Regions from separate parts of the Mus musculus genome. Here all the other regions are linked to region 1. Evidence: chromatin contacts called from public Hi-C, HiChIP or PLAC-seq and promoter capture Hi-C data. All regions are on one chromosome and are shown on one strand. Each heading gives the region's core, a stretch centred on a gene start, on an enhancer-like site or on the middle of the called end of the contact. The rest is flanking DNA. Distances are from core to core; before and after follow the strand shown. Region 1 holds the start of Snn (stannin). Region 2 has its middle 17 kb from the start of Gm21859. Region 3 has its middle 35 kb from the start of Gm21859. Region 4 holds the start of Rmi2 (RecQ mediated genome instability 2). Region 5 has its middle 19 kb from the start of Tnfrsf17.

What was found. Hi-C and Micro-C count contacts between places; a contact is called where the count stands out from the background. HiChIP or PLAC-seq counts read pairs in DNA pulled down with a chosen protein or histone mark. Capture Hi-C pulls out chosen DNA fragments and counts their contacts.
Region 2: a Hi-C map of bone marrow-derived macrophages shows a contact between it and region 1, with 44 read pairs. The contact joins the enhancer-like site here to the promoter of Snn in region 1. A contact is called at or near these places in 16 of 39 promoter capture datasets (the 3T3-L1 cell line, the C10 cell line, the HPC-7 cell line and 12 more), 1 of 15 datasets of contacts at CTCF or cohesin (the NIH/3T3 cell line), 4 of 484 Hi-C or Micro-C datasets (bone marrow-derived macrophages, embryonic stem cells and nephron progenitors), 20 of 115 datasets of contacts at active chromatin or transcription factors (T-cell acute lymphoblastic leukemia, bone marrow-derived macrophages, craniofacial prominence and 13 more) and 5 of 9 other capture datasets (adipose tissue, embryonic stem cells, liver and 2 more).
Region 3: a contact with region 1 is called in a Hi-C map of bone marrow-derived macrophages, with 57 read pairs. The contact joins the enhancer-like site here to the promoter of Snn in region 1. A contact is called at or near these places in 21 of 39 promoter capture datasets (the 3T3-L1 cell line, 3T3-L1-derived adipocytes, the C10 cell line and 15 more), 4 of 15 datasets of contacts at CTCF or cohesin (CD8 T cells, the NIH/3T3 cell line, embryonic stem cells and 1 more), 9 of 484 Hi-C or Micro-C datasets (the HL-1 cell line, bone marrow-derived macrophages, cerebral cortex and 6 more), 40 of 115 datasets of contacts at active chromatin or transcription factors (DN3 thymocytes, the HPC-7 cell line, the NIH/3T3 cell line and 27 more) and 5 of 9 other capture datasets (adipose tissue, embryonic stem cells, liver and 2 more).
Region 4: a contact with region 1 is called in a promoter capture Hi-C map of adipose tissue, with 3 times the contacts expected there. The contact joins the promoter of Rmi2 here to the promoter of Snn in region 1. A contact is called at or near these places in 12 of 39 promoter capture datasets (the 3T3-L1 cell line, the C10 cell line, the HPC-7 cell line and 8 more), 3 of 484 Hi-C or Micro-C datasets (all in embryonic stem cells), 8 of 115 datasets of contacts at active chromatin or transcription factors (bone marrow-derived macrophages, embryonic midbrain, embryonic stem cells and 4 more) and 3 of 9 other capture datasets (adipose tissue, liver and pancreatic islet).
Region 5: a contact with region 1 is called in an H3K4me3 HiChIP or PLAC-seq map of embryonic stem cells, with 7 times the contacts expected there. The contact joins the enhancer-like site here to the promoter of Snn in region 1. A contact is called at or near these places in 1 of 39 promoter capture datasets (the HPC-7 cell line), 4 of 484 Hi-C or Micro-C datasets (all in embryonic stem cells), 3 of 115 datasets of contacts at active chromatin or transcription factors (bone marrow-derived macrophages, embryonic stem cells and microglia) and 3 of 9 other capture datasets (adipose tissue, embryonic stem cells and liver).

Annotation. Positions count from the first base shown.
Region 1 is chr16:11,064,320-11,068,773 of GRCm38.p6, reverse strand. It overlaps Snn (stannin), which reads right to left and starts at 2,476. Exons shown (of 2, transcript NM_009223.3): 1 at 2,327-2,476. Gm9861 (a long non-coding RNA gene) reads left to right here and starts at 2,506. Exons shown (of 2, transcript XR_003951968.1): 1 at 2,506-2,776.
Region 2 is chr16:10,896,193-10,900,382 of GRCm38.p6, reverse strand. No RefSeq gene overlaps it. Among named protein-coding and RNA genes, the nearest start is that of Gm21859, 17 kb to the left of the region's middle. Within about 2 kb of position 2,827, at least 40 of the 459 cell types and tissues checked have an H3K27ac peak or open chromatin away from gene starts, as enhancers often do. A contact at or near this core is called in bone marrow-derived macrophages, craniofacial prominence, second pharyngeal arch cranial neural crest and 1 more, where this site is marked.
Region 3 is chr16:10,877,430-10,881,698 of GRCm38.p6, reverse strand. No RefSeq gene overlaps it. Among named protein-coding and RNA genes, the nearest start is that of Gm21859, 35 kb to the left of the region's middle. Within about 2 kb of position 2,023, at least 77 of the 459 cell types and tissues checked have an H3K27ac peak or open chromatin away from gene starts, as enhancers often do. A contact at or near this core is called in DN3 thymocytes, bone marrow-derived macrophages, craniofacial prominence and 1 more, where this site is marked.
Region 4 is chr16:10,832,968-10,836,882 of GRCm38.p6, reverse strand. It overlaps Rmi2 (RecQ mediated genome instability 2), which reads right to left and starts at 1,824. Exons shown (of 2, transcript NM_001162932.1): 1 at 1,493-1,824. The coding sequence starts at 1,793. It also overlaps the pseudogene Gm17913.
Region 5 is chr16:11,292,850-11,297,168 of GRCm38.p6, reverse strand. No RefSeq gene overlaps it. Among named protein-coding and RNA genes, the nearest start is that of Tnfrsf17, 19 kb to the left of the region's middle. Within about 2 kb of position 1,283, at least 7 of the 459 cell types and tissues checked have an H3K27ac peak or open chromatin away from gene starts, as enhancers often do. A contact at or near this core is called in embryonic stem cells and microglia, where this site is marked.

The DNA.
Region 1 (4,454 bases), core at 1,227-3,726:
AAGGGGTTGTAACCCATAGGTTGAAAACCAAGGTAATTCTTTATGCTTGGGGTAAGGTAGGTGGTAACAGGGAAGCAGAACCCAGAGGATGCTGGGATGCCCTGCATCTGGCTTGTACAACCCTCTGCATAACCACTGACCACCCCATTTCATTCACCAAGGCCCATGGGTCAGGCATAATTTAACCCAGCTGAGGGAAGTTCCAGGACCACCTCAAAGCTATGCCATTACATCCACCTTACTCCTCTCTACTTGCCTTGATCATCCCATTCTGCTTATGAGGAAACTGAGGCACAGGGTCAGACCACAGACCATCCCACGTACCCTGTTCGGGAGCAGCTGCAGTGACAACTTTTAGGTGAGCACTGGTCAATGTGGGTCTGGGCACACCACAGCCAGTTCAGTCTGCAATGCTGAGAATTGCTGGGCCTGGTTTCTCAAGGCCCAGACCAATGGGTAACTGGTCCTAGAACACACTGGTCTCAAAATGACATACAGTGTGGTGACCTCTGGGCAGAGGTCTCCTAAAATTCACACTCTCCTTTAGGTCTTCCTTGGAAAGGCGTCTGTTATCCCTACCTCTTCATGGGATCCCAAAGCTAACCTTTCACCCCACCCAGAAGGCAACAAGGCAGGCCAGGTTCTCACCACTCTTATCCACAGCAGGCTGTTCTTAATGTCTTGCCTTTTTCTCTGTAACTTCTTGTACCTCAGGGCACAAAGCCTGGCCTGGACCCATGTCACAAATAGCCTCTTCTCTGGGGACATCCTCTGCCTACTCATCACTTAACTGGGCACATCACCAGTGCTATTGTACTCAGCTGGGCACCACTCTGCCACTCCATCCAAAGCTTCCACCTCCCAGGGCCTCCAAGGCAGTGAGAAATACTGCCCTGCTTTCAGGGCCAACTAACATCCAGGGGCTTCCTGCACTGCTCCATCCTCCAGCAAGGCCACCTTCCAAGTGTCCTCTTCAGGGGACCCCAGACCAGAAGTATTTCCTGCTCAGGGTTCTGCTTGGTCAAACCCCAAAGGCACCATCACCGAGGGCTTCTGCCATCCAAGAGCTTAGATGGAGGACCAACAGCAACAGGAAAGAAAAGGGAACATCTATCATGGCTGTGCCCATTGTCCTCTCCCCTCCCCTTCCTCCTCCAGAAGAGAAATCTGCTCCAGATGCCACCCTACTCCCAGTTCTTATGCCAGGAAAGGAAACTAAGACTAAGAAGTTTGGGAACTGCCCGAGGTGAGCTGCAATCTCATAGTCCAAGCCTGAATTCTGCCCCCACTCGTCAGGGTCCCATCTGGCCATACAACTCTGGCGGTGATATAATAGTCGATGCTGAAAAGTTCCTTGATGCCACACTTTTGAGCTCCAACATCTCATGTGGATCTCTCCAAAACTTCTGCATCAAAACAATCCTAGAACCGAATGACTGCTCTTCCTACTTGACAAATAATCTGTAGCTTAGAGAAGTTAACTCGGTCCCCAAGGTCACACAGTTTAAAAAGTGGAGGTGCAGATACCCAGGAAGCCCCGATCCTAAATAACCGATTTCAAACCTGATTCTAAAACGTCATATGTCTGACCTGTCTTCTTTCTCCTGAAAGCTGAGCACAATGAGTCTGTGTTTGACCCCTCCTTAGGAGATAGTCTAGGTGACCTGGGTCGAGAGGACTGGACACTAATGACAAGCGTCCCAGCAGCTCCCGCGTGCTGAGCGCGGGCGGTGTGCAGGCGCGGTGCCAGGCGACGCCGCGTCTCTCCCACTCTATCGAAGGAGCAAGGCGAGGCGCTAGGGAAGTAGGGGCCTGTTCAGGGGGCGACAGCTGAGGAGGAAACGACAGCTGAAGACAAATCAAGTCCGCCTGACCCCAGTTTTTTTCCCTGGGGGGGGGGTCCCAGAGACCCATTCAAGCCCACGCCGCGCAATCACTGCCGACCCGACCTGGGACCAAACGCTGCGGCTCAGCCTCAGTCTCCCCACCAATGAAACGAGCGCCAGATTTTCCCTGGGCCCCCGTTCCCCTCGATCCCATCTTGACCACGCTGGGGCGCTGCCAGGAACCCCGTCAATGCGGAGTGAGTGTTCCGGGCAGCCCGGAGGATCCGCGCAGGACATAGAACCGTGGGTCACGGAGAGGGGCAGATGCCCAGCCAAGCAGCCTCCGCCCCCCGCTACCTCCTTTGTCCCAATCCCGCGGCGGAGGACAAAGAGCCCCCGCCCGCGCGCGGCATCTGCCGCGCCGACCCGCCAGCGCCGCACCCCGATCCATCCGGCGCGTCCCTTCCCCCTACCCGCCTGCTCTGCCCATCCCTGCTGACCATGTCGCGGCCCGCAGTCCTGTGCAATTAGCCAGCAGCAGCCCCGCCGCCCCGGCTCCGCCTGCGCGCCAGCCGGGTCGGCCGCGGAGCCCTCGCCAGACGCCAGAGCCCGATCAGCAGGGGGCGAGGTGCTTGGGCTCCGCCCTGATTGGGGGCGGGGCGCTCTGGTGCGACCAACTGGAGATCGCGCTGGGACGGCGGGGCGGAGCGGAGCGGGCTGGGTGGAGTCACGTGCGCTCTGGGCCCGGAGGCGCACAATGGGCAGAGGGAGTGTAAGCAAGGGGGTGGGTAGTGTTTCTCAGCTGGCGGCTCCCGGAGCTGGGGCAGAGAAGGCGGGAGGCCAGGCTTCCTTGAGCGCTTATTGGGTGCCGGCAGTACTGGGCCTGCGCCTGGCGTCCTCTTTCTTCGAGGGTCAACCCAACGACAGAGGGGAAACTGAGGCGCACAGCGGTAAGAGTGTGATACACCGCCCGGAGATTACAGGCAGAGACGAATGATTTTCTTTCCTTTTCTCATCTTTTCTTTTCTCTTCTTTTCTTCCTTCCTTTTTTCCCCTTCAATTCCATCATTATCCTTTCATCTATCCACCCTTCTGCACTGATCATGTATCTTGCTGCGCCCTTGAGCCACTAGCCAGACAAACCAGGTCCTGTCCTCAGGGATGCGGACTCAATAACCTCTTAGTTAAGCCTTCACCAAGTGCCGTACTCTGTTCAGTCCACTCAACAACATCAAAAGAACGCCAAATAAAAACATACCGACCCATTTGACATGAGGAACTCAACACTCCAGAAGACTTAAAATACTCTGATGTGCTGTCCTGGAGGCAGGATTTGAAGCTAGACACAACTGGCTAGGAACACAAAGGTGCTAATTGGTGTACTGACTGCCCCCCAAAAAGAGTCTGAGAGAGGATGGGACACTCCGTGATGGCCACCAGGAACTCCACAAAGAGTTTGAAGACCTCTGAGGCCCAAGGTACTTGGGAAGCCAGGAAGAAATAACTTGGTTGGGGCAGATAAGACTGGGATATCCCCCTGGGAGCTGGGAAGCTAGGGACTGCTAACTTTCTTAAGGTCCTGCACACAAGCTGAAGTGTGGGAACTCCCTCACTTCACCTCAGCAGAGTGATTCCCCTCCATACCTCTCATCCTTTGGCCCATGTCATTTCTTTTATCTTAAACGTTCTTCCACACCATCTTTCAGATCTCAGCTTCACACCCTTGCTCTCTTTCCCAGTCAATGGACTTTCATGTCCATTGGGAAATCGTGTTTTCTAAGGGCATCTCATTAGCTTTCAGTCTCCGTTTCAGGACTAAGACTGAATCGTTCACTGGTGAGCCTACAGAACAGTCAGTACACAGTAGGCTCTTTATAAGATATAATGAATGAATAGTAAGATGGCAAGGCTGTCTCTGCTGCTGAAGGACTGGGCTGAGGAAGTAAGCTGGCTTTGGTGTAGAGAGGCAGAAGGAAGCAGGGCTCTGGGCCAGCTGCCGTAGAGCCTAGAGCCTGATGGCTCTGAACAGCTCCTGTTCACAGACCTGCCCATCGCTGTGCGTCCTCAGAGCTCCTGCCTCTCATTAGTGGTCTAGGCCTGGAATAGGTAGGTCCAGAACTCCAGAGCTGGGGCTGGCAGGGAGATAAACACGAGCAGGTATATATATGACTGAGGGGAGGACGTGGGGAGAGGTGAGCAGCATACCACAGAAATGACTTCAAATCTAGCCTTGCCTACTGGAGGGCTAACCTAACCTCTGTGTCTCACTTTTCCTCATCTGAAAAATGGGGTCATCAGCAAACAAACCTCATGGAACTGGGAACCCATCAAGTAATGGGCACAGGGGAAGGACGCCTACCTGCTCACTGGTTACCTTACTAACATGGGTAAGTTTAGAGAAGACTCAGATCACCACATTTGGATTTTGGCCGGTGACTTCACCTCTCTGAGCCTCAGCTCCTCGGCTTCATGGTGGGTCTCCTGCATCCCACTGTTGGAGATGGTGAGAAAGGCAGTGACTGGCAGAAACCCAGATAGCTCTGTTACCTCGCTGGTGCTAACAATAATAGACAGGACTAATTTCAAAAGTGGCAGGCTAATAGAACACTTGTCTAGCATGCAAGAGGA
Region 2 (4,190 bases), core at 1,578-4,077, 170 kb after region 1:
TCGCCACCACCCCTGCCCCTGAGTACTTAGAGTGGGAGGTTGGGAAGTCAGAGACAGGGTGGAGAGAAAAACTCTGTCCTGTGGCCAACTGCCATGAGAACAGGAGTAAGAAACAGAAACAGCGTTGAGTAAGAAGATGATGCAGCCAGGCAGTGGTGGCGCACGCCTTTAATCCCAGCACTTGGGAGGCAGAGGCAGGTGAATTTCTGAATTCAAGGCCAGCCTGGTCTACAGAGTGAGTTCCAGGACAGCCAGGGCTACACAGAGAAACCCTGTCTCGAAAAGACAAAAAACAAAAAAACAAAAAAAAGAAAGAAAGAAAGAGAGAGAGAGAGAGAGAGAGAAGAGAGAGAGAGAGAGAGAGAGAGAGAGAGAGAGAGAGAGAGAGAGAGAGAAAGAAAGAAAGAAAGAAAGAAAGAAAGAAAGAAAGAAAGAAAGAAAGAAAGAAAGAAGCCGGGCGTGGTGGCGAACGCCTTTAATCCCAGCACTCGGGAGGCAGAGGCAGGCGGATTTCTGAGTTCGAGGCCAGCCTGGTCTACAAAGTGAGCTCCAGGACAGCCAGGGCTACACAGAGAAACCTTGTCTCAAAAAACCAAAAAAAAAAAAAAAAAAAAAGAAAGAAAGAAAGAAAGAGAAAAAAGAAAAAAGGAAACAGGTAGGCTAAGAAGCACCAGCCCCTGTCTAGAGCCCAGGTTCTGCTACTCTGTGCCTCCCCCTGTCAGATCTGCGATGTAAGAGGGCAGTAAAGCCAGGCACTGGCGGGGATCTCATCCAGTGTCAGTTAGTGTGGACTGGCCATGTGCTGTGTGCCAAACCCTGATCCAGGCTCAAGGAAAGTGGCAGAGACCAGAAGGAAAAGGGGACCCCCTGACCTCAGTGCGTGTGTGTGCACACACACACAGACACACACACACAGACACACACACACAGACACACACACAGACACACACACACACAGACACAGGCACACAGACACACAGACACACAGACACACACACACACAGAGGTCATCTTAAGTGACCAAGCCCTGCTGGAGAGGAGAATGACTGCATTTTCACCCCATTGTAAAGGCAAGAAAAGGGAGGCATAGGACATTAGGTCCTGGGTTCCATGCTAACTGATGATCCTGTGGATGTGGTCAGACATCAGATGGGGTTGGCTGGCAAACAGTGTGTGCTGTGTATGTTTGCTGAGACAAGGTTACAGTATGTAGCTCGGGTTGGCCCAGGTTGGCCTAAAACTCATGATCCTCCTGTCTCTGCCTCTCAAATTCTAGGATTGCAGGCATGTGCCGCCATGTTGGGCTTTTTATTTCCTTGTCTTTCCGTGTGTGTGTGTGTGTGTGTGTGTGTGTGTGTGTGTGTGTGTGTGTGTGTATGTGTGTGTGTTCACATGCACGTGGAGGTCCCAGGTTAATCTCAGGAATCGCCCTCAAGCATTTTCACCTTGTTCTATGAGGCTAAGTCTCTCAATCAAACCCAGAACTCACCAATACATCTGTTTGCATTGGAGATTCCACCTGTCCCTTCCAAGGCTAGACTAGAAATGAGTCACCATATCCACAGGGTATTTATGTGGGTTTGGGGATCTGCACTCTGGTCTTTACACTGGTGGCAAGTGTTTTAACCACTTCGCCATCTCCCTGGCCCCATGTCAGGCTTTGATTGGCAGCTCTTGGAGCACAGGGCTGCTGAGTGCCCTCCAGTGTCACACTCTCTGTGACTTTAGGACAACCTCCGAGTGGAGGACATAGCTGTCCCCTGATCTTGCCAGCTGCTTTAATGTCTGTGGTCTGTCTTTTCTCCACACCCAAGCATCCCTGGCACCTCCTGGTCCTGCAGAGCCTCCTCTTACAGGGGACCTCACAGTGGACAAACTGTGCTAGCATCACTCTCTGGAGACCAAGGCTGTCCTGAATGGCCAAGAGGAGAGGTTATACACTATGGTGCTGGGCTGCCAGGCTGGACACCTCTATGTGAGTGGGCTGTTGGGAAGATGTCTGGGAACAGAGCACCCACTCACCTCGTCTGCACAGGCCTGACACACACACAGACACAGGCACACAGACACACACAGACACTCACACACAGACACAGGCACACAGACAGACACACACACACATATACACAGACACACACACACACATATACACAGACACACACACACACATATACACAGACACACACACACACACACAGAGGTCAATGACCATAGGGTTCTTTCCCAGAGCCTGGAGGGATGCCTGGTGGCTTGGAATCCTCGAAATGTGAGTAACCTTCCCACCCCAATTGTCCGTGTTCAGTTTTATCACCTCTGATCCAGACTAGCATGATGTTTTTCTGCCTGGAATCTTTGCCTCCCTCTGTGTCTCATGCTACAGTCTGCTTGGCAGCCATAGGGAACGTTACAAGATGCTAGCATGGTTTGTTATAGCCCTGCCCCAAGAACTCACAGCTTGCCTTGGGATGGCAAGCCCAGTTCTGCTGCCACAGCTGCTTCATCCAGGTCCTCTACTGCCTTCCTGAATCTTTCCTGCCTCAGGTCCTTGGCACATCCTGCAGTTGGAGCTGCCACTGCTCCTTCAGCTTCAGTTTCCTTCTGCCATCTATAGAGAGTAAATTCACACCTCTTGTCTCCTTAAATGATTTCGCCACTCCCCACACCCACACACTCCCCACCTTATCCCCCCACCTCTCTATTCCCAGTTCAGCTCTGAGCCTCTATGTGACATGGTCTACTTACGTTTGCATGATTGCCTCTCCAGTCTGCTCTGCCGGTTGTAGTGCTCCCAGGGGCTTCCCTAGGAACCATGACTTCTCCAATTTCAAGGGGTGTGGTATATAATAATTGCTTAAGGCGTCATTGTAAGTCAGTCAGCTTGATGCTATTTATAGTTCGCTAGCCTGCAGAAATAGCAGTGTCTCTTTCAGGCCTGTGGGTTCGTGGTCTCTGTCACAGTGACTTCATGTCCTTACTCAGTGTGCAAGTACAGAAGTAATTGCTTAGTGAGTATGTGCAACTATATCCAAATAAAACTTTATGGGACTGGAGGGATGGCTCAGCAATTAAGAACACTTGGTGTTCATTCAGAGGACCCTAGTTCAATTCCCAGCACCCATAACCACCCTTAACTCCAGCTTGAGGCATCTGATGGCCTCTTCCAGCCTCTACAGGCACCTGTATTCATACCTAGAGACACAGGACTAAATATACAAATAGCAGATGGCGGGGTCAGGAGGACCTCTGAGAGTATGTAGCTCACCTGGTCAAATTCCAGACCAGCCAGGACAATACAGGCTGCACTGGCCTGTGGCCTTTGATTTGCAGTCTTGGCACATACACCCTAGCCTCACATGGCCCATGTCCCTGGGCCTCAGCTCCCTTTCTTGTGGAGTGGGCAGTGTGTCTGTTTTTCCATAGTGGCCATAGCTCAGAGAGTAACTGGTCCTAAGCACGTGACATGTTTACCAGGCCCTCATTAGACTCCTGACCCGCTCAGGAGAGATCACCACAACCTCCAACAAGCATTTATTGAACACCGACTGTGTGCACACAGAATAAAATAGTGCTTCTCTTCTCTAGGAAGGAAGATGAAGCCAAGCATGCAGTGGGATGAGCATCCCATCCCAGGACTTCACTTCCCCATAATCTCGGGGGCTGGCAGTGGCTCCTCCAGATGCTGGCCAGTAATGTCCAAGGGGAAATGTAAGACCCCTGAAGCTGGACCTCCGTTCAAGTCCTGGGATGAGCTGGCCAGCACTCCAATGACTCGAGAGAAAACCACACCTGATGCAAACTGCAAGAGTCTTTATTATCAGCTAGCTGAGGAGGAACTCCTTCTGTCATGCAGGGCAGGGGAGTTTGACCCCCAGCAGTAACAGTAGGGGGCTTTTAAAGGAAAAGTGAGGAATTGGGAGGAGTTGGGAAGAGAGTTGGCTGCAGCTCCTCTCTGGCGAGGGATGGGGAGTGAGCTGCAGCTCCTCTCCAGGTCTATCTCCGTGTCCTTGGCTCAGGGAGCCAGGCAAGCGCCTGGATAGGTCTTTTTACAATTATCGCATCTCTGGTTGTAAGTATAGAAACAAAAAGGCTTTTTGCTGTCTATAGAGAACAAAGAGCTTCTTTCTGGCTGTATCCCCAGAGATCGGGAAAAACAGACTTGGGGGAACATCCAGGGGCTTTACCTCCCACGG
Region 3 (4,269 bases), core at 774-3,273, 190 kb after region 1:
CTCCACTCCCCACCCCACCCTGGAGCCATTACAGGGAAGCCTGGGTCGACAGGGTGGCTTGTTGGGCTATGACTGAAAGCAGCCTCTGCATTGTTACTGTTCACCTCCTTGTCTGTCCCTAGTCCCCAAAGAAGGAGCTCCTACAGGGGATGCCAGCCAGCCCTTGGCACAGGGACCAATACAGAGTAGTTGCTTGGTAAAGCCAGTGAGTGATGAGGCGTGCCAACTGGCCAGTACTTCCCCACTTCCTGTTCCCACCCTCCCTACCTCTGCCCCTCCTCCCCATCCTCCCCTTCCCTTGCCCACTGTCCCTCTGCCTGTTCTTAGGCCTGGCCCATGGCCTCATGAATGCTAGCCAAGCTCTCTACTACTGAGCCATACACCCCTACCCCAATCCCTGGCCACTGCATTTCCCAACCAGCTGTCAGGCTTGGTTCCAATGTCCTCCTTCTTGTGTCCTGGCCTGCCTTTGTTTACAGAGTGCCTGCTGTCTACAGCCCTTTCCCTGGTGGGAGCACCGTAGTCAAAGACCACTTTAGTTTGTTCTCAAGTGTCTCTTAGATGGTCTCAGCACACAGGAAAGGTCTCTGTTGGGCCAAGGATGAGGCTCAGCAGGTGGGATGCCTAATGTGGATAAGGCCTTGGGCTCCAGCCCCAGCCCCCCATAAGCTATGCATATCTATAACCCTACACTAGGAGGTAGAAACAAGAGGATCAGAAGGCCAACACCAGCCTTAGCTACATAGCTCATTTCAGGCCAGCCTGGGCTACATGAGACCCTGTCTCAATCAACAGCAAGGAAGTGGTGATCGGCCAAGGCAGACCACACATTTCCATGTAACTGAGCTAACAAGGCTCTGTCCCTGCTCCTAAAGACCTCGAGCGTTTTGTAAAACAAGGATTTTTATATAACACTGTGTAATCCCAAAAGCTGGGATGTTTAGTTTCTTAGATACATGGTCTTCTGTAGCCCAGGTTAGAACTTCCTTTTTTGAGTGCTCAGAATACAGGGGTGCACTCTTCATCCCTTATGTCACAGCTCATTTAGCTCTATTGTATTTAGTATTCTTATTTTTTAAAAATAATGAAACTGGGCAAAGACTCCGAGTTGTTTGTGTGCTGGCTAGTAGGCTGGGGAGTCATGATTAAGTCCACAGATCTAACCTCAGAGCCTGTATTCTACAATCATACCTGCTTAGTGCTTTGCCCACTGCCTGGATCTTTCCCTTTCGTCTTTTCTCACTAACTTTCTTTAAAAGTCCTCATGTGTGCTCCCCTGGCATGTCAAGGCAGTCAGTCTGCAGAGCATCATTGTTTGCATTTTTTGATTGTTTGTACTGGATGAGAATTAGCTTAAACATGCTGACAGGGCCTCTGAGCTTGTTGGAAGCAGCATTTTAAAATCATTTAGTTCTTACTTTATTATTTTGTGTGTTTGGGTGTTTTGCCTACAGTGTATATCTGGGTACCATGTGAATGCCTGGTGTCTTCAGAGGCCAGAGAGAACATTGTCTTTCCAGGGACTCAAAAAACTGACAGATTTGAGCCGCTAAGTGGGTGCTGGGACTCAAACCCACGTCCTCCAGATGGGCAGCCAGTGCTCTTAACTGAGTGTCCTCTCCAGTCCTCTTGTTTAGTTTTTACTCGTGATAATAAACTTAATTTTATAATCCAGGTAGACTCAGTGGGGTGGAATAAGGAAACTGTGGACCCCAAAGTATGAGCACCAATTCTTGTTCCTTTCCCTAAGTCTTTATGGTTCTTCTATGGGAGTCTGGAATCTATACTGACAGTCACTCTGCCAGCCCATAAGATGGCACATCACTTCAGTACAGTTTTCAAACCAGTCAATTAATAAAGCAAGCATCCTTATCTGTAAGATCAAATGCCCTAGGCTCAGGAGATCAAAGATCTAGCTGTCAATAACTCAACCCATGGCTAGGAGAGCTGTCCTGGAGCCTGATCTATCACCCCAGCATTGTCCTGTGTAGCACTGCCCTCTGTGGTCATAAGTGGTATCACAACTAGATCCTTGCCTTGAGCCATGAGGTATGTTGCCAGTCTCTGGCCACAGGGCAGGTAGTACCAGGCTGGCCCTAGGTAACACCAGGCTGACCCTATCTGACTCAAGACCCTCATTTCAACAGTTTCTTCACCCCAGGGTCTGTGTGCCCTTTGGGTCTGGGGCTCTGGGAGGCAGAGCCTGGAGCCAGCTGCTACTTGGCTGACGAAGGCATCGCCCCTACACCAGCTCCGGTGCTCCAAGGATGAGACCAAAATCAGCTTTGCCCTAGAGGTGGGGGAGCACTGTTTCCATGTGAGCACCAGCCTGCTAGCTGCTAAGGACAGCCTTGCCAATGTCATCCAGATGCAACAGATCTCACCCCCCAGGTGTGTATGTCTTTCTAGGAAGAAGAGAACTTCATTTGAGGCTTTGCTTCTGGGGTAGGCTCAGAAGGGGGAAAAATGGCTGGAAGAGACACTCAGCTGTATGTCTCACCTCCATAATCGACTAATCATCTCCTAGACCCTAGGTACCGCTCCAGAAGCTGGGATATAGCATAAAACAGAATGGGTGAGCCCTGACTGCCACTGAACATATAATCCAGTGGAGGCAGATGACAAAAAAACCCATATAAGTTCTATATATGAATGATTAGGAGGTCAGGTAGTATCACCGAGGAGGTGACATTTGACCTTATCCTATATGACAAGCAGTCTGGGAAAAGAGCACTCCATGCTAAAAGCCTGGGGTGGAATGAGTCTGAGAACTACAGAAGGCCCTGAACTGGGACAGACAGGCTCTGCAGGAATGGCACGGGGAAGAACACTTTTCGTGTGCCGGGATTGTCAGCCCACACAGACGGCACTATGCTACAAGCACCTTCCTCCCAGGAAATGTCAGGTTTCCATAGCTGCAGTGCTGTAATAGGCCTGCAGGTGATAGCAAGGGGGAATGGCAGCTAGGCAGGAAGGAAAGGTCCCTTACCCAGGGAGGAGCTGGTGGGGATGGCTTTAGACATGCATAGGAAACCTGCGGAGTCATAGCACTAGGGAGTAACTGTGGTGAGTTATAGGATAGCCTGGGCTACACAGGGGGACAGAAAAGGAGGGATGGATACAATGGGAGCTGGCATTCTTACCTCATAGGAAACAGTTCAGAGGCGCACTGCATGTCTGCAGAGCTCATGGGCTCTCTACCCTCTGCTGCTCACAATCTGCCCCACTCCCTGCTCATGCTTAGCATTGTGGTTCTGAAGATGCAGGAAACACTGATCCACACACAGTTCCTTTTTCTTTCTGGGTGTGTCTCTCCTTCCCCACCCCAAGCAGTGCGTGGCTGGGTTCCACACCAGCCACCCCATTCTCTTCCAGCTCAGCACACTTCCCACGGAGCTGGCCCTGAGGACTGTGATCCAGAAAGCACAAAGCACCCACATCCTGTACCAGGTGGTACTGTGGCATGGCAGGGAGGTGGCCCTCAATGGGAGCCTCTCTGAGTCGCTCTCAGAGCCCTTGAGGACCATCCGTCTTCAGGGTGAGTAGCTGACGGGCAAGAGTGGGGTTGGGGTGCTCTGCCGGCTGTGAGTGAGTATCTGCTAGTCCTTGTGTCCAGGGAATCCTCAGGACATAAGATGGTCCAAGACTCAGCCATCAGAGGAGACAGGCAGAGATAAGCAAAATCACAGAGAGGATGGGGCTGCAACCCAGTTGATAGAATTGTTTACCTAGAATGTTCGATCCTCAGCACCTTAAAAAAAGTAGTGAGGGTTTGAGGAAAGATGTCCGCAATCCCAGCCCCTATGAAGTAGAGGCCAGAAGGTCAGGTCAAGGTCATCCTCAGCTACATGAAACCCTGTCTCAAGTAAACTGAAATTAACAACAAAAGGAAACTGGGGCTCATGAGTTGGTTCTGTGGAGGAAGGTTGCCTTTAAGTGGTATCATAACCGAACAAACGTGTGGCTTCCAAGTTTTATAAAATAGGTGAGGTGGCCACCCACCTGAGTAGCTTTTGTTATCAGTTGAGTCCCCCAAACCAGTCTCCTGCTATGACCTAAACCCACAGCCATAATCTTACATGAAGTCACTGCCACCTGTAAGCCGCCTGCGGCCACACTAACTGGGTTCCTGAGTGGGAGGCAGGAGCTGTATGGGAGAGAACGACGAGAGAAATAATGGAGGCCAAGATGCGTTTCTGTTCAAGGCCCCCAAGTTTACTAAGAGTCTGTGCTTATAAAGGGGGAGGCCCATCCCCCGCCAATCCATTC
Region 4 (3,915 bases), core at 575-3,074, 230 kb after region 1:
CCCAGGACATCCAGGGTTACACAGAGAAACTCTGTCTTGGAAAAAAAAAAAAAAATAGCCTAGGTCAGAGACCCTGACTCTGCCTCTAGACAGAATTCAAGACTTTCTGAGCAGGAAGCATTCTTTAGAGAGGCAGGGCTGATTTTTACAGAGAAGGAAGCCATGGAAAGGCAGGCCTGCTGAATCTGTAGGCTTCCTTTAGAAGTCTCCTGGAGCCTGTGTTGAAGCTTCAGAGTCAAGTATAGGCAGGCCTTGTCTATCTGGGTCACAGGTGCAACCACGCAGTTCACGAGGCCCTGTGTATGATATGTGTTTCCTAATGAGATGAGGCTCCAGGTACCTGATGCCGGTCTCAGAACATCTGCTTCTCAGAACACACAAGTGCCAGGCATTGGACCAGATGCTAGAGTCAAGCTATCAGAACCACAGTGCAAGAACTGCAGTAGCTCAAAGGGCAGCCTCAAACCCTGCAATATCAGCATCTCCTTAGAGGGTATTAGAAACAACTCTTAAGACTCAGAAAACCTGCTGGGCGTGGTGGCACATGCCTTTAATCCCAGTACTAGGGAGACAGAGGTAGGTGGATTTCTGAGTTCGAGGTCAGCCTGGTCTACAAAGTGAGTTCCAGGACAGCCAGGGCTATACAGAGAAACCCTGTCTCGAAAAAACAAACAAACAAACAAACAAACAAAAATATGAGTACAGACTTAGGGCTGGGATTGCTTGCGTAGCATGCACAAAGCCCCCAGTTTGATTCCCAGCAGCGTATGAACCAGATGGAGCAGCATATGCCTAGAATCCTAGCACTCAGGAGATGGAAGCAGGAAGCCCGGGTGTCCAAGCTACACAATGAATTTTAGGTCAGTCTAGGCTAGACACTGCCTTAAAAACACACACACACACACACACACACACACACACACACACACACAGAGAAAAAGACAAGCAGACATTTCCTGAGAAATTATTTTCAAAACATACGGGGAAAAATGAGAAAAACATCTACAGGGATAGAACTGTGACACAGAATTGCAAGGCTCAAAACTGGGAAGGTGGGATAGCCTCGGGAACCTACAGGCGTTTTAGTAGATGTACTTGTTTACTATTCTCGCTGTCTGGGTTAAACCCAAGGACTCATCAATGTTAGGAAGTGCTCCCACCCCAGGCCCTCTTTACTTTTTGTTCTGAGACAGGCTCTCACTGAGTTGCCTTACGTTGGCCTTAAACTCACTTCGTAGCTCAGTCAGGCTTTGAACTTTGCCATCCTCCTGCCTCAGACTCCTAGTATTGGGATGGAAGATGTGTACCTCCAGGCCCGGCTGGAACCTACATCTTAGAAAGCGGGGATAGGTGTTGCTGTCATCCAAGAGGATGGGTGGGGAGTCACTTGACAGGGGCTGGGCCAGGAAGGAGGGCTAGAGCCTGGAGGTGGGACCGCCCCGCCCCGCCCCGCCCCGGGGAGGACCTGCAGAGCCGGTCCCGCCCACGTTACCTGGGAGGAGGCAGGGCCGGCCGCGTGGTACGCGCTCCAGGCCGCGCACAGAGAAGGCTCCGCTCGAGTCGCGCAGCCGGGCCTGGCCGCCTTCCGCCGCCAGCACGGTACCCTGCATCCACACGGCCACCAGCTCCAGCGGAGCGCGGCCCACCGCCGCCCGCGACAGCCGCCACGCGCCCGGGCCACCCTCTGCGTGCCGCCGCAGCTGTCCTGCCAGTACCTTGAGTGGCGGCAAGCGCGGCAGCCGCACGGCCCCGGGGCCACCGGAGGACAGCGACTCGGACGCCGCAGCCGCCATGCTGCGCCACCACCGCTTTCCCGCCAACTCTGACGGACGGCGGGGGTTTGGCGAGCGGCAGCCAATCAAGAGCGCGCCTGCCCGAGGCAGCCAATGGATGGGGGCGGGACAGCCGCGTAACCGCCAGAAGCTGAAAGATTCAACTGAATTAAATAGAAAATAGATACGCTAACAAATGCAGGGAGATACGGAATTTCCTCTCCTAAGGAAGAGCAACGATTTAAGCCATATGTCTCCGTTCCAGTTTACTAAAAAATAAGACGCACTCAACAGTAGTTGTAGATGATCGATTAATTTTAAGAGCCGAAATAAAATGTGCACCCTTAGCAAAACATTACCACACGAAAAGCCGAGATGCAAGTAGATCCCTTGGACCTTTTTGATACGAAATCACATCTACACACAGGAGAGAGAGTTCCAGAGGAATAGTTTAAGCATGGCCCCAAACACAAATTTATGAATGGATTGGTTGTACTCTTTTAATACCTCAGAGATGACGCTGAATATGCGCTGCGCTGGTAACTTTGGTTAAGATATCAAGCATCTTTAGAAATTGGTCTTGTGCCCAGACTACACACACACACACACACACACACACACACACACACACAGTATTCCTGAAATTATAAGAGTTTTATCAGGGGAAATCTTTAAAAAGAAAATAAATACACTTATTTGAATTTAACGATTAAAAAAGTATCAAAACAAATTTTGGTGGTTCACACCTATTTAACTCTAGCACTCACCAGGGCTGGAAGATGAGTTCAAGGTCATCTTTAGCCACAGAGTGAATTGGAGTCCAACCTGGTATACAAGAGCCCTTCCTGGAAACACCATAACAAGTAAATTAAACAATTTCCTCTTTCAGTTCGGGATATTGCTCTATAGGAGAGTGTTTACCTAGCAAGAATGCTCACCAGGCAAAATCACTTGCCACCAAATCTGATATCAGATCAGAGTTCCATTCCCAAAACCCATGTGAGAATTAACTCCCATAAATTGTTCTCTGACTTCCACAAGTGCGCTGCGGCACACGTGCATCCTGGTAAGTTATTCTCTGCTGGTGAAATGAGTCAATTCAAGCCAAATCGAAGTACGCAAAGGCAGGCTTATGGGGAAGCCGCTCTTGGGTCGGTTCTCTGGTCCCAAGGAAGGAGGCCAGGGAAGTCGACATGGGGAGGAAGACAGAGGGGAGGGGGTAGAGAAAGAGTGTGCATGTGCTGGGAGAGAGAGAGAGAGAGAATGCAGAGAGGGAGAGAGAGAGAATGCAGAGAGGGAGAGAGAGAGAATGCAGAGAGGGAGAGAGAGAGAATGCAGAGAGGGAGAGAGAGACAGGTGGGTATACAAGGTGCAAGGTAGGAACTAAGGGATGCTGGAAGGATGGGAGAACCTGGAGATGAAGTCCACTTTGGTTTGTAAAAAATGCACCTCAGCTGTTTGTCCCAAGTCTGAATCCTAACTCTTCCCACTACACACACACAGTAAATAAATGCAAAATATCTTTAAAAACACAAACAAACAAACAAAACTTGCCACCTTTGAGTGACTAATTTATCACTAAGTCTTCTTCTTCTTTTTTTTTCCTTCTCCGAGACAGGGTTTCTCTGTGTAGCCCTGGCTGTCCTGGAACTCACTCTGTAGACCAGGCTGGCCTTGAACTCAGAAATCCGCCTGCCTCTGCCTCACAAGTGCTGGGATTAAAGGCGTGCGCCACCACTGCCCGGCTATCACTAAGTCTTCTTACACAGTGTAGTATTCTGAGATCAGCAATACTGAACACTGAACTAAAAACCCATGTTTGTGATTGATTACAGCTGATCAGGAAATGATAAATGTACGAGGTGGCCTACCAATTACTTTGTGTGATCATTATACAAAGTTCATAGGTATCAAAATATCACAGTCCTATCAACAGGCACAACTAATTACATAATAGGAAATTTATGCTATTAAAATTCTCTCCCTTGTATAGTTTTGTTGCCTGCATGTATGTCTGTGCAAGGGTGCCAGATCCTGGAGTTAAAGACAGTTGTAAGCTGCCTTGTGGGTGCTGGGAATTGAACCTGGGTCCTCTGGAACAAAGAGCCAGCCCCTTCCTTCGTTTTTTTGTTTTGTTTGTTTA
Region 5 (4,319 bases), core at 34-2,533, 230 kb before region 1:
GGAGGTCAGAAGATAACTTGTTCTTTCTCTCCTTCAACCATGTGGTTCCTAGCAAGCACCTTTACCCGAGGAGCCATACTTGGTGCACAGGTACTCAAGGTTTTGAAGTAAGCACTATACCCAAGAAGCTATCTCCTAACTGCTATTTTCATTGGGTTGGTCTCAGAGACAAGATCGTACTAGACACATGAGGCACCTGGACTTACTGTCAATCCTTCTCTCTGTCCCCACCTACCTAGTGTGTGCCATTGTGCGCAGCTTGCTTCTGTGTCTTGGAGTCCTGACCTTGCAAGTAAGCTGCTTCTGGGTTTCTCTGAGAGACCACAATCCATCAGCACTGCAGTGACAGCACTAGACCCTCACAGTAGCAGTTGGGATGGAGGTGGTGCTGCAGACTGGAACATTCGAAAGCTCTAACCCAGCCACAGAACATGCCTGTCTCCTGCTGTTTGTTGCTTTAGTCATAGGCAATAGCCAGAAAACACTATGATCAGGACTTAGGATTTTTTTGGTGGCATATTCATGGGGAGGAAAATAATAAATATATATTAGTTAATAAAATGTAGAGGCTGGCTTCCCTCGAGGCTCAGGGATCTATTTGTAAGAGGTGGCAGAAAGATTCCAAGAGCCAGAGGGGATGGAGGGCTCCAAGGAAACAGTGTCTTCCAGATGCCACAGGACTGACGAGCATATGAGCTCACAGACTGACAGCAGCACAGAGCTACGCAGGTTCAAGCCAGATAGGTCCCAGCTCTGAGAAAAGGAACTGGATGTGGGCTCTCACCCCTAAAACAGGAAGCTGTCTGCAATTAATGCCCACTAGCAAAGGAAAAATCCATTTTCTCCAATGGAGTCTCATGGGTATATTAACCACCCTTCGGGGCGGGCCCATGCTCAGGAGTAGTTGACCAACAAAAAGCAAATTTGATGTTATTGTTAAAAACTTTTTTGGTCTTCTTTGGCACTTTTGGTCATTTGTTTTGTCTTTCACTTGTTTTGGTGTGTGCGTGCGTGTGTGTGTGTGTGTGTGTGTGTGTGTTTCTTGTTTTTGCATGTTTGTTTGTTTTTCCTATTTATTGTCTGTGTATAGAAGTTTTATCTGAATGTATGTCTGTGTAGCATGTGCGTGCAGTGCCCTCAGAGGCCAGAAGAGAGTGTCAAATCCTCTGGAGCTGCCATGTGGGTGCTGGGAACTGTACCCGGGTCCTCTGGAAGAGCAGCCAGTGCTCATAACCACTGAGCCTTTGCTCCAGCCATTTATTTTTTAAAAGAGAGAGAGAAAGAGTGTAGCTTCCCTCAGCCTTGAAGCAGGCTGATTTAGCTGCCACTGAATATGAGATCACCTGGGGTGTAGCCTTCTGATTTAGATGGCTCTATTGTTATGTCAACTACTGCTGCTCTTCTCTGAGACTCTGCTACTTGCTGAGAGACCCTTGAGACATTCCAGAGACACATCCTATCCTGCATGTCGCCTACAGGCTGGCTCCAGGCACCAAGAATGGACTGGTGAGTGTGTGTGTGTGGGGGGGGGGGGAGATCGGCCTTCCCCCTTATAAGCACAATCTCTTAGTAAACTCACGGGCCTTGATCAGAAAAATTTGTCTTGGCTTCATCATTCTTTTCTCAAAGTCTAAGTCTCTTTTAGCCCCAGCCTGCCTTCCAGAAATACCCAGTTCATGTAGGCCACAGGCCGGCTTACTACAAAAGAGCAAAAAGGAGAGAGGGGAGAGCAAGGATCAAAATTTACTGTATGAAAACAAAATCAGGAAGGAGGACAGAAAGATGGCTTAATGCTTGAGAGCACTGAGCATGCTCCCAGAGGGCCTCAGTGCCCAGAACCCACTGGGAGCCTACACCTACTAGGTAACTCCATTTCTAGGGGATCTGATGCCCTTTTCTGGCCTTTACTGCACATACACAGAATACACCCCTCCCTCTCTCTTTCACACACATATAAATAAATAAATAAATACTTGCTTTATTTTTCTATTTTTTATTATTAGGATTTTATTTTTATTTTATATACACTGGTGGGGGTTTGGTTTTTTTTTGTGTGTTTTTTTTTTGTTTGTTTGTTTGTTTTTTGGTTTTTTTTTTGCCTCATGTATGTCTGTATGAAGGTGTCAGATCCCTTGAACTGGAATTACAAACAGTTGTGAGCCGCTATATGGGTGCTGGGAACTGTACCTGGGTCCTCTGGAAGAGCAGCCAGTTTTCCTAACCTCTAAGCCATATCTCCAGCCCCATCTTTTACTTAATTGAAAAAAAAAAACACCATTAAGTGTAGGGGTTAGGGATACGGCTCAGCTGATAAAGCACTTGCCTAGCATGTATAAGGCTCTGGGTTCGAACTGAGTGTGGTGTACATGCCTGGGATCTCAACACTCAGGAACTGGAGGCTAGAGAATTAGAAGTTCAAGGTCATCTTGGTAAAGTAAGAAGCCAGTCTGAGATACCTGTGATCCTTTGTCAAGAATGGTAGTGGGGGTGGGGCTGAAGAGAGGGCTCAATGGTTAAAAACACTGGCTGCTTTTCCAGAGGGCCTGGGTTCTATTCCTAACAACCACAAGGCATCTCACAACCACTTGTAACTCCAGTCCCAGGGGATCTGATGCCCACTTCTGGCCTCCACAGGTACCAAGCATGCATATGGTGCACAGACATACACGTATTCAAAGCATCCACATACATAAAATGAATAAATTTAAAATATAGTCACAATAATAGGGGCTGGGGAGGTGACTCCTTTGGTAAGACCTTGCTTTGCAAGAATGAGGACTTCAGAATCTCCAGCAAGCCCATTATTCTGAAAAAAGAGACTGTGCAGGAATTTCTACTCTTTGCCCTCTTCATGACCAAAAGGCTCAGAAGCGAGAGGGAAATTGCCCAGGTGGAGTTAAGAGCCCTTCTTTATAGCTTTCTGTGTAGTTTGAATGTCACTTTCCTAATCAGGACCTCAGGTACCAGCTGTCTGACATTGAAAGAACCTAGTGGGGAAACCCCCACTCAGCTCCCGATTCGGGTGCACCCAAGAATCACGAATAGAACACAACACCTTGATGTAACAACATGAGGTATTTTAATGGCGGAGCTCCGGGTCGAAACGTATCTCATACAGGAGACAGTGGATTCGACCACGAGGCTTGGAAGCTAGGGGTTTTTATAGAAAAGGAGTGGGGCTGGGGGAGGAATTGGCACGGTTTCACATCATTGGTCCATTTAAACATCAGCAGCCTGTAACATTTAACTTAGGTCAGAGGGATGGGAGATAGGGAGGCGATGGGCCTGCCCGGGCATGTCCTGGTCTGTTCTGCTATGTTCTCAGCCCCAGGTTTCAAAGCTCACAAACAACTCTTTGGGCTATTTGACATACATTACATGAATCACAGGTTTCAAGTTTTATTTCCTTTCAACATGAACGGTGGACTTTATGTCCTCTTAAGACACCTTTGTTTCTGGTATTCTAGCATGTTACCTCCCTTAACACTGCCTCAAGAATACTCAGGAGACAATCTGTTTTGGATTTAGGGAGAGGGAAAGGTATTTTATTATTCGGACTATATATTAGTCCATCATTGAAGGAAGTAAGGACAAGAACTCAAACAGGGCAGGAACCTGGAAGCAGGGGCTGATGCAGAGTCCATGGACAGATACTGCTTACTGGCTTACTGAGACTACTTGTTTGTTTGTTTGTTTGTTTGTTTGTTTTTCGAGACAAGGTTTCCCTGTGTTGCTCTGGCTGTCCTGGAACTCACTCTGGAGTTCAGGATGGCCCCCCACTCACAGAGCTTCACCTGCCTCTGCCTCCTGAGTGCTAGGATTAAAGGTGTGAGCCACCACTGCCAGGCCCAGCCTGCTTTCACATTGAATCCAGGACCACCAGCCAAAGGGCAGCACCACCAACACTAGGCTGGGCTCCCCCTATCAATCACTAACTAAGAAAATGCCAGCCAGATGTGGGATCACATTCCTCTAACCCCAGTACTTGAGCACTCAGGAGGTAGAGGCAGGTGACTCTTTGTGAGTTCAAGGCCAGACTGGTCTACACAGTGAGTTCCAGGAGTCAGGCCCTCTCTCAGGCAAACAAACAAAAAGAAAGAAAGTGCCGGGCATGGTGGCACATGCCTTTAATCCCAGCACTCAGGAGGCAGAGGCAGGCAGATTTCTGAGTTCGAGGCCAGCCTGGTCTACAGAGTGAGTTCCAGGACAGCCATGGCTATACAGAGAAACCCTGTCTCAAAAAAAACAAAAAGAAAAAAGAGGGGGAGAGAGAGAGAGAGAGAGAGAGAGAGAGAGAATGCCTAACAGGCTTGCCAGAT